2 separate regions of the Mus musculus genome follow, and region 2 is linked to region 1. The links are chromatin contacts, called in public HiCAR-type maps. All regions are on one chromosome and are shown on one strand. The core of a region is the stretch at or near the end of the contact, and the rest is flanking DNA. Distances in the headings are between cores, read along the strand shown. Region 1 has its middle 250 kb from the start of Gm29924. Region 2 has its middle 110 kb from the start of Ppargc1a.

Evidence for each region. HiCAR-type assays count read pairs that join an accessible place to other places.
Region 2: a HiCAR-type map of kidney shows a contact between it and region 1, with 10 times the contacts expected there. The contact joins two enhancer-like sites. A contact is called at or near these places in 2 of 484 Hi-C or Micro-C datasets (the Patski cell line and muscle stem cells) and 1 of 115 datasets of contacts at active chromatin or transcription factors (kidney).

Annotation. Positions count from the first base shown.
Region 1 is chr5:51,038,395-51,042,055 of GRCm38.p6, forward strand. No RefSeq gene overlaps it. Among named protein-coding and RNA genes, the nearest start is that of Gm29924, 250 kb to the right of the region's middle. Within about 2 kb of position 2,312, at least 30 of the 459 cell types and tissues checked have an H3K27ac peak or open chromatin away from gene starts, as enhancers often do. A contact at or near this core is called in kidney, where this site is marked.
Region 2 is chr5:51,445,061-51,448,903 of GRCm38.p6, forward strand. No RefSeq gene overlaps it. Among named protein-coding and RNA genes, the nearest start is that of Ppargc1a, 110 kb to the right of the region's middle. Within about 2 kb of position 1,836, at least 11 of the 459 cell types and tissues checked have an H3K27ac peak or open chromatin away from gene starts, as enhancers often do. A contact at or near this core is called in kidney, where this site is marked.

The sequences.
Region 1 (3,661 bases), core at 1,062-3,561:
TTACCCATGGATGACCTCCAGCCATAAAATATAAGGGAAATTGATAATGAAGATAAGAATCAACTTATATGTCATTTTAAGAAAGTAGTAAAATCTAAATCAATGAAAAGTATATGACAAAATTTGGAGCTGTGACAAAAGGATGGACCATCTAATGATTGCCATATCCAGGGATCCATCCCATAATCAGCTTCCAAACGCTGACACCATTGCATACACTAGCAAGATTTTGCTGTAAGGACCCAGATATAGCTGTCTCTTGTGAGACTATGCCGGGGTCTAGCAAACACAGAAATGGATGCTCACAGTCAGCTATTGGATGGGTCACACGGCCCCCAATGGAGGAGCTAGAGAAAGTACCCAAGGAGCTAAAGGGAACTGCAACCCTATATGTGGAACAACAATATGAACTAACCAGTACCCCGGAGCTCTTGTCTCTAGCTGCATATGTATCAAAAGATGGCCTAGTCAGCCATCACTGGAAAAAGAGGCCCTGTGGACTTGCAAACTTTATATGCCCCAGTACAGGGGAACGCCAGGGCCAAAAAGGGGGAGTGGGTGGGTAGGGGATTGGGGGGTGGGTATGGGGGACTTTTGGGATAGCATTGGAAATGTAAACAAGGAAAATACCTAATTAAAAAAAAAAAAGAAAAGTATATGACAAAAAAACTGCTAAGCTTTAAACTGGAAAGGTTATTGGCTTCTTTTCCTTGGCTTCATCAGAGAACTGGAATTCCTGTGTTTTAACAGGGAAAAATTGCAAATGTTTGATTATATCATTTGCCTAGCTCTAGTCTTAATTTTGTGCTTGATTTAAGGAGTGCTATCTCACTGTGATACATGAATCTCCTGATCCTGCTAGACAATGAGATATTAGGAATGAGCAACTCTGGAGACATCTCCCCATTCCAGTATGTTATTGATTGTGAAGAATTGTTTAGGCCTACTTTGAACCATACTTGGATAAGGAGAAGAACATCTCTCCTTTCAAGGCAGATATTTATCCAAGCATAAAAGTAACCTAGGAGGCAAGTTCAGTTGCTAACTGAAAGAGTCCAGGCATATATCTCTGGTCCTCTGCATCTTCCCCTGCTATATGACCATTTCAGTGGGTTACTCTCAAGCTTAAAGGAGATGGACAATCCATGACAGATATTTGGCTTTTAAGCGACACTGAGGAATTTTGTTTCTCCATCACATCTATAGGTAACTCCTTCCATCTACATAGTAACATCTCTTTGGTTGACTATCCTCATCTACAGATTGTGGTTGAGACCGCAGGAGCCCTGTGTTTCCTGAAGCAGCTGCGCCTCCTCCACTCTCTTGTAATTCTGGCTATTGTTCTCTACATGTCTCACTAGGGGCATGCACCAGATGGCAGTGTCCCATTGAGGACAAGGATCCTCCTGGCCTTACCGCTTACTGACCAACTAAGTGACCAGTTGCTTTGCCATCTCTATGTGTGTTACAGGTCAATGGCATTAGCCTTGGGGCCTAGTTGATGTTCAATGTAAAAATAAACACTGGGAGGACTTCTACGCACGTTCTATTCCCCTTCAGTGGCAAAGTGTTTCATTTGCAAGGTCAATTGGAAAAGGTACATATGTAACTGGCGTAGTAAACAAGCACTTCAAATAGGTTTCTGTCAATGTTTACATTTCTACACACTTCAGCAACTACATAAGAGCCTTCCCAGCCGCTCAGACACACACTGCCAGGCACAGAACCACAGGCATTTGTAATTCAGACTCATTACCTATGAGAAGCTCTTCCATAGAACAGACAAATTTCATGGTGTTGACAATAGTAGAACATGATCCTGGTTATGTTATTTATTAACAGTGACCCTTTTTTAATGTGCCAGTGTTGGAATTAATATGTTTTAAAGATTTTACTAGGTCCACTTGTCTTCAGCTAAGAGCTCTAAAAACTCATGATGGCCAAGAGCCTTCCACTGAAAACTGCAATGAATGTTCCTACTATGCTACAGTCCACTGTGTATGCAGTTGTGGAGGTGTTTACCACAGCTACCTTTTAACACGAAGCTGGGAACACTGGAGTTTTTGTTACCTTTATTCATTTATCATCCCAATTTTACTCTAGGCTGCTGCCAGGCTCTTGAAAAGTCTAAGCACGGCTAAGGCACCCTTCTCACTCCGAAGGGCCATAAGTTTAATAAAAGGTTAATGATCAGCGAGAGTTTAAGCTTCTGCTAAGCAAGTGTGCTGCGAGTTCCTGAGCATGTGTGGTGTGTGTGTGTGTGTGTGTGTGTGTGTGTGCTTGCCCACACATTCCTGTCTTTGTTGCTGCTTTGCAAGGAGCTTGTGAGCTGACCGCTGAGTCATTTACACAAGGGCTGTGTGTGCTGTCTGGTGCAGGATTATGATGGCTGAAATGATAGAAAGTTGCTGTGAATTTCTTCCCAAGCCACACATCATCCGGGATTGCCAAGTTGAAAAAAAATTATAACCGAAGTAGATTTCCTCTTGTCACCTTTTCTCTCCTTGATTCTTACTTGCCCTTTACTCTGTCCTGAGCTACCCTGCAGCCTCTGACCAGGGGCAGTCATGTGCCCTCTGGTGACCTCTAAGGCCTCAGAGGAATCTGATTTTCCTACAGACGGCTGCCAGCTTGGTCTTGGGAATCCGATCCACTCTTGGATCTTTTGCAGGCTCCACAGTGGCATTTCAGAGTAGGCGCCATCCAGATCTCTGCCTCGCTTGTGCCCCAATATGTACAAGGACACTGCCTTGGCATTTCAAAGACCAGCACTGCCCCTGGGGAGGCTTGCTGTCCCCAGCAGTCCAGATGCCAACACCAGCACAAGTGCAATGAAGAAACAGCTTAGTGGGTGGCCGGGCCAGTTGAGTCCCTGTGGTGCCTATTAGAACAGAGTATGGCGACATAGCCCAGTTTAAGCTCAGCTGGATAACTGCCTGAGATTTAGTAAAGCGGGGCTCCCAAACGTGTTCTTCTTTTTTCCCAAAGTGTTAAGGATTGTGCTTCTGTACGAGACAGAAGAAATGGAGTAGACCTAGAAATGCTGGCTCCCTGTGACATTGTGATTTTGAGGAGAATGCAGAGGTAACCTAATGATTGGCCATTTCCAGAACTCATATGAGCTGAGATGGAGCCTGGAAATCTGCATTGTTTCAAAACGCAAGGCATGTTTTTCTGAGGCAGCCTGGGAATCATGACTTAAAATTTCTTCCTGACTCAAAACAGTATTAGTCTGCTATTTCCAGGAGGCCAAACCTAAGAGCAGCCTACAAGGTCACATGAGAAGACAGGAGGAGGGCCAGGCCGGACCTTAGTTCTCTTGGCAACTTGTCCACGGCCTGTTCTCCATTCTGAGCTGACTCAGACCCAGCCCAGTGCATGCCATATGAGCTTCAAAGGGCAGGTGATGACTGCGCTCCTTGTGGCCAAGGCAGATGGGTGCTTACAAAGCTTTTAGGAGGCTCTGAAAATAACAGTCATTGTCAAGAGAGCTGCAAAAGGGGAACCAGAGGGAAAAGGAACCAGGAGTCAGGGACTGAAACGATAAAACAATACACAGTGCTAAAAATGTATGGAGATAACAAAGAGTTAGTCAGAGAGGCAGGCATGGCTAGGTTCTTTGTTGAGTCATGCCCATGATCATTCAACATTAGTCGTGGAA
Region 2 (3,843 bases), core at 586-3,085, 410 kb after region 1:
CCATGTCCAGAAAAAGTTTAAGGAACCTACTTAAATGCAATCTTGTGTATGAAGTTGATGGCACACTCTCAACTATACAGGAAGTGGTTTGGTAGACATGGGAGTCTGGTGGGCACCACCTGGTATTTCTTAGTGCTTATGTCTTGGAGCAAGAAACTGGACAGCAATACATGGTAGAATCAAAGACTGTTTATTAAGACAGCAACTGGACCACAGCTGAAGAAAAGTCAGAAGCTCAATTATTCTGTGCTTAGCAGATTGAGTCCTTATAGGTCATTTGCATAGAGCACTTTCCTGCATATACCCTCCCTGTTATATGGCAGCAATAGTGGGTAAGGTGTCTAATTTTTCTCTGTGCTAACCAGTGTCTTTCATATGGTTATTTGGAATTCATTCTCTGCCTGACTCTTCTATTGATATTATCTCCCTTTCTAGCCACATCTGAGGGGCCATTTCAATGTTCTGATTAAGGGCTTTCTGGTTCATATTCTAATATTCTGTGAGGCCAGGTGTCTTCTGACACCTATATATATATCACAGAAACAACAACAACAACAACAACTCTATTCTTACTTGGACTGTCTCAACACAGGGTTTAACCGCCTGTGGCTCGGAGCACCTCTTTTATATTCGCAGTAAACAGGCTCTGAAGTCAGTCCTAATTCTCCAGGCATCTTTATCTGTTCAAATAGAGTCTAAAAAACCAAGCAGTTCAGGATACACTTCCTCTTCTTGGGTTTCTTTGGGATCAGAAGAATGATGGGGGAGGAATATGTGACTTGCCATGAATTCTGTGTTACTCATTACTCAAGATTATTCATCAACCCAACAAAGTCTTCCAAACAGTTTCCTATTCAATCCTTTTCCCTGGCCTATGTAGGAGTCCAGAAAAACTGTAGCAGTAGCAATCTTTGTAAATGGAATTTTGTCTGTGTATGTATTAGGTAATGGGATGAATGTCAAAATTTTCCCCTCAGGGTCAATCCCTTTTAAACATTAGCTATCCATTGATAATGTTCAAAGCTGCCAGAATCAAAAGGATCAGCATATCATGGGGTGATGCCCAGCAAACAGACCTATAAACCAATTTTGATTCCAGTTTCACCCCACTTCCCACCCCCAAAGTAAAATACTGCACTTCCTTTACCAAGCTCAACCTTTTTTTTTTTTTTTTCAATAATTCCTTTTTTACTTGGCCAATGAAATGAATTACACAGAGATTATTTTCTGGAAAAATGTTTAAAAAAACAAAAACAAAAACAAAAAACAAACCCTGCTGCACACAGTTCTGTTTCTGATTGCAATCTGACTTGTGCTTGGTAAGTCTCACAGTACTTACTGTTCAGGAGCTTCAAAGTAGATTTCAGCATAAGAGATGGGCGAAAGCCACCCACAGTCAGTTTCAAGGTGCACACAGACCATGGAGCTAATTGTCAGTGCCGCGTGCTTTATTTGCACATTCCAAACAATTCAGTAACTTCCTCCCCTCCCCCATTTTTACCTGCAGGCCTGAAGTACTTTGGCATACTAAAACAATTTAGAATCATATTTACTTTGAAACAGTTCAATTAACTTAAGTATGAAAACATGTGCTCCAATGGTGAGTAGTTTAATTGGTTATTATGAAAAATAACTTCTTGTGCTGGGCCTTCCAATTCTTCTCCCTGGAAGAGCATGACCATGCTCAGGTGTTTGAGACTGGTACTCTGAGAAGTCTAGCAAAAACCTATGAGTAAAGAAAAGACAAGAAACGCATACGTGCTCGCTCTCTCTCACGCGCTCGCGCACACGCGCACACACACACCTGAGGTTTGGTTTCTATTTTCTGCTATGATTTTATTGCTTTCTTTTCCCTTGGAACAACTTTATAATGATTCATAAACAAGGCAAAGGTACGGGCCAAAGGGTCAAAAATTTTTACAGCTATTGCTTAAATACATTTATAACTGTGAGCCAAATTGATAAATGTAAAACAAAGAGGAATGTCAAGAGTACAGTGAAGAGTGATTAGCTGGGACAGGGCGACAAGCTTATAAGGCAACTCCACACACCCGAAAGAAGGGTTTCCTTCCATCTTCCATCAAAGGCTCAATTGTCCCAATTATATTTTTGTTAGAAGGCATAACTGAAGAATTGCAAAAGGATATGGGAGAACACTGTGCAAACATTCAAAGCACACCAGGTAATTCTGTACTGTGCTTTTGGATACACGGAAAAATGAAAATGTCAGTGGAAAAAAATACAAAGAAGCTACTGAGTAGGTATGAAGAAGACAAAAGAGGAAAGTGACTTGCTTTAGGAACAGCATTGGGAATGGAGAAATGGCTCAGCAATTAAGAGCACTTGCTGCTTTTATAAAGGAACAGGGTTCAGTTTCCAGCTCCCACATAGTGACTAACAACAGTAATGCCTGTCCCATGGGATTTGAAGTCCTCTGCTGGTGTGCTTCAGGTCCTGTGTGCATTTTCTATACTTACACACATGCAGGCAAAACACTCAAACACATGAAATAAGAACTATTTAATAAAAAGAAAAACCATGGTAAAGATTGTTGGTAAAATGTTGAAATATCATCAGTTTGAGTGGTAGCTTCATGTGGCTCTCTCCTATTTACCTGTTGACATTTACCTGTTCATGGTTAATTAATAAAACTTCTTTACCCATTAGGAAAACCCCACATTTTAAAAATCTCAGGTCAAAGATTTCCAAATCAATGATTGACTTCTATTCTTTACTGGGCCTTCATTTTAAAAGACCTGTTTCTCCTGGAGCCTGATCCCTGGTTGGAATATGCCCCGGCTGCAGTATTGAATGCTGAGGCCCTTTGTTTCTCATAGTAATCCTAGAGTGTAAGTATGGCCAGGTCAGCACAAAAGAAATCCCAGAACACATGTTGCAGAACCCTTAGGAAGGTGGTCCTAATAATCTGTTCTCATCAATGTAGCCACAGAAATGAGGAAATATCTGCTCAAAGGATAGCTTGTTGGTGTGTCCACTGCTTGTCCGGTACCCCCAGCTTAATCCAGAAACTTTTAAATCTGCTTAAAAATTATAGAGAGCTACGGTATATGATATATTTTTATTATTATTTAATTCCTCAGTGGTAAGGCAACAGCATCTTAAACCTCCAAATCTCCTTTAGTATAATTATTGGATTAACAATGGCTATAACACAGACTCCTTCACACACCGTTTAAAGCTTTAATTAGGAAATGTTGCAAATCCACATGTTGGTTCATGCAAGTACAATACTTCTAATGGAGCCTGTGCGCCATAAGTTCACAACATAAGATCCTTCCTCTCATAGAGGATGTCTGGCCTCGGTCTTCATAGGCACTGGTCATGGAGATAGTTCTGATTTAAGATAATTATTTTATGAGCTTCCTACATTAGGATGGTATGAAAATAATGCAAATTTATTGAAAATTACACTTCACATTTTTATCTTCTCTTATGCAGCTGCTGCTCAACAGAATTGCTCTTTGTGGCACTGGACCAGCAGGAAGATTATACTTCACAGTGATTGCTGAGCACAGTAGTGAGGTGACAGTACTCTGCATCTTCTGGTACTCTTCAATTGTGAAGACTTAGAGATTAGAGATGTTTGGGATGCTTTCTGACTAAATGATGTTTTCAACTTCTGATATATGTTTATTATGATATACTCTCCACCTTCCCATTGCTGTACAGCATCATTTTCAGAAACCATGGCAAGTGAGAACGTATGTGTATGCAAGAAGCTCACACCGAGGCTCTGAATACCCTACAGTTACTCTTAGGAAACTTACATTCTAATATTTTTTGTGTACTGGTAGTTAGCTGTAAAATAGGATTCCCAACTCT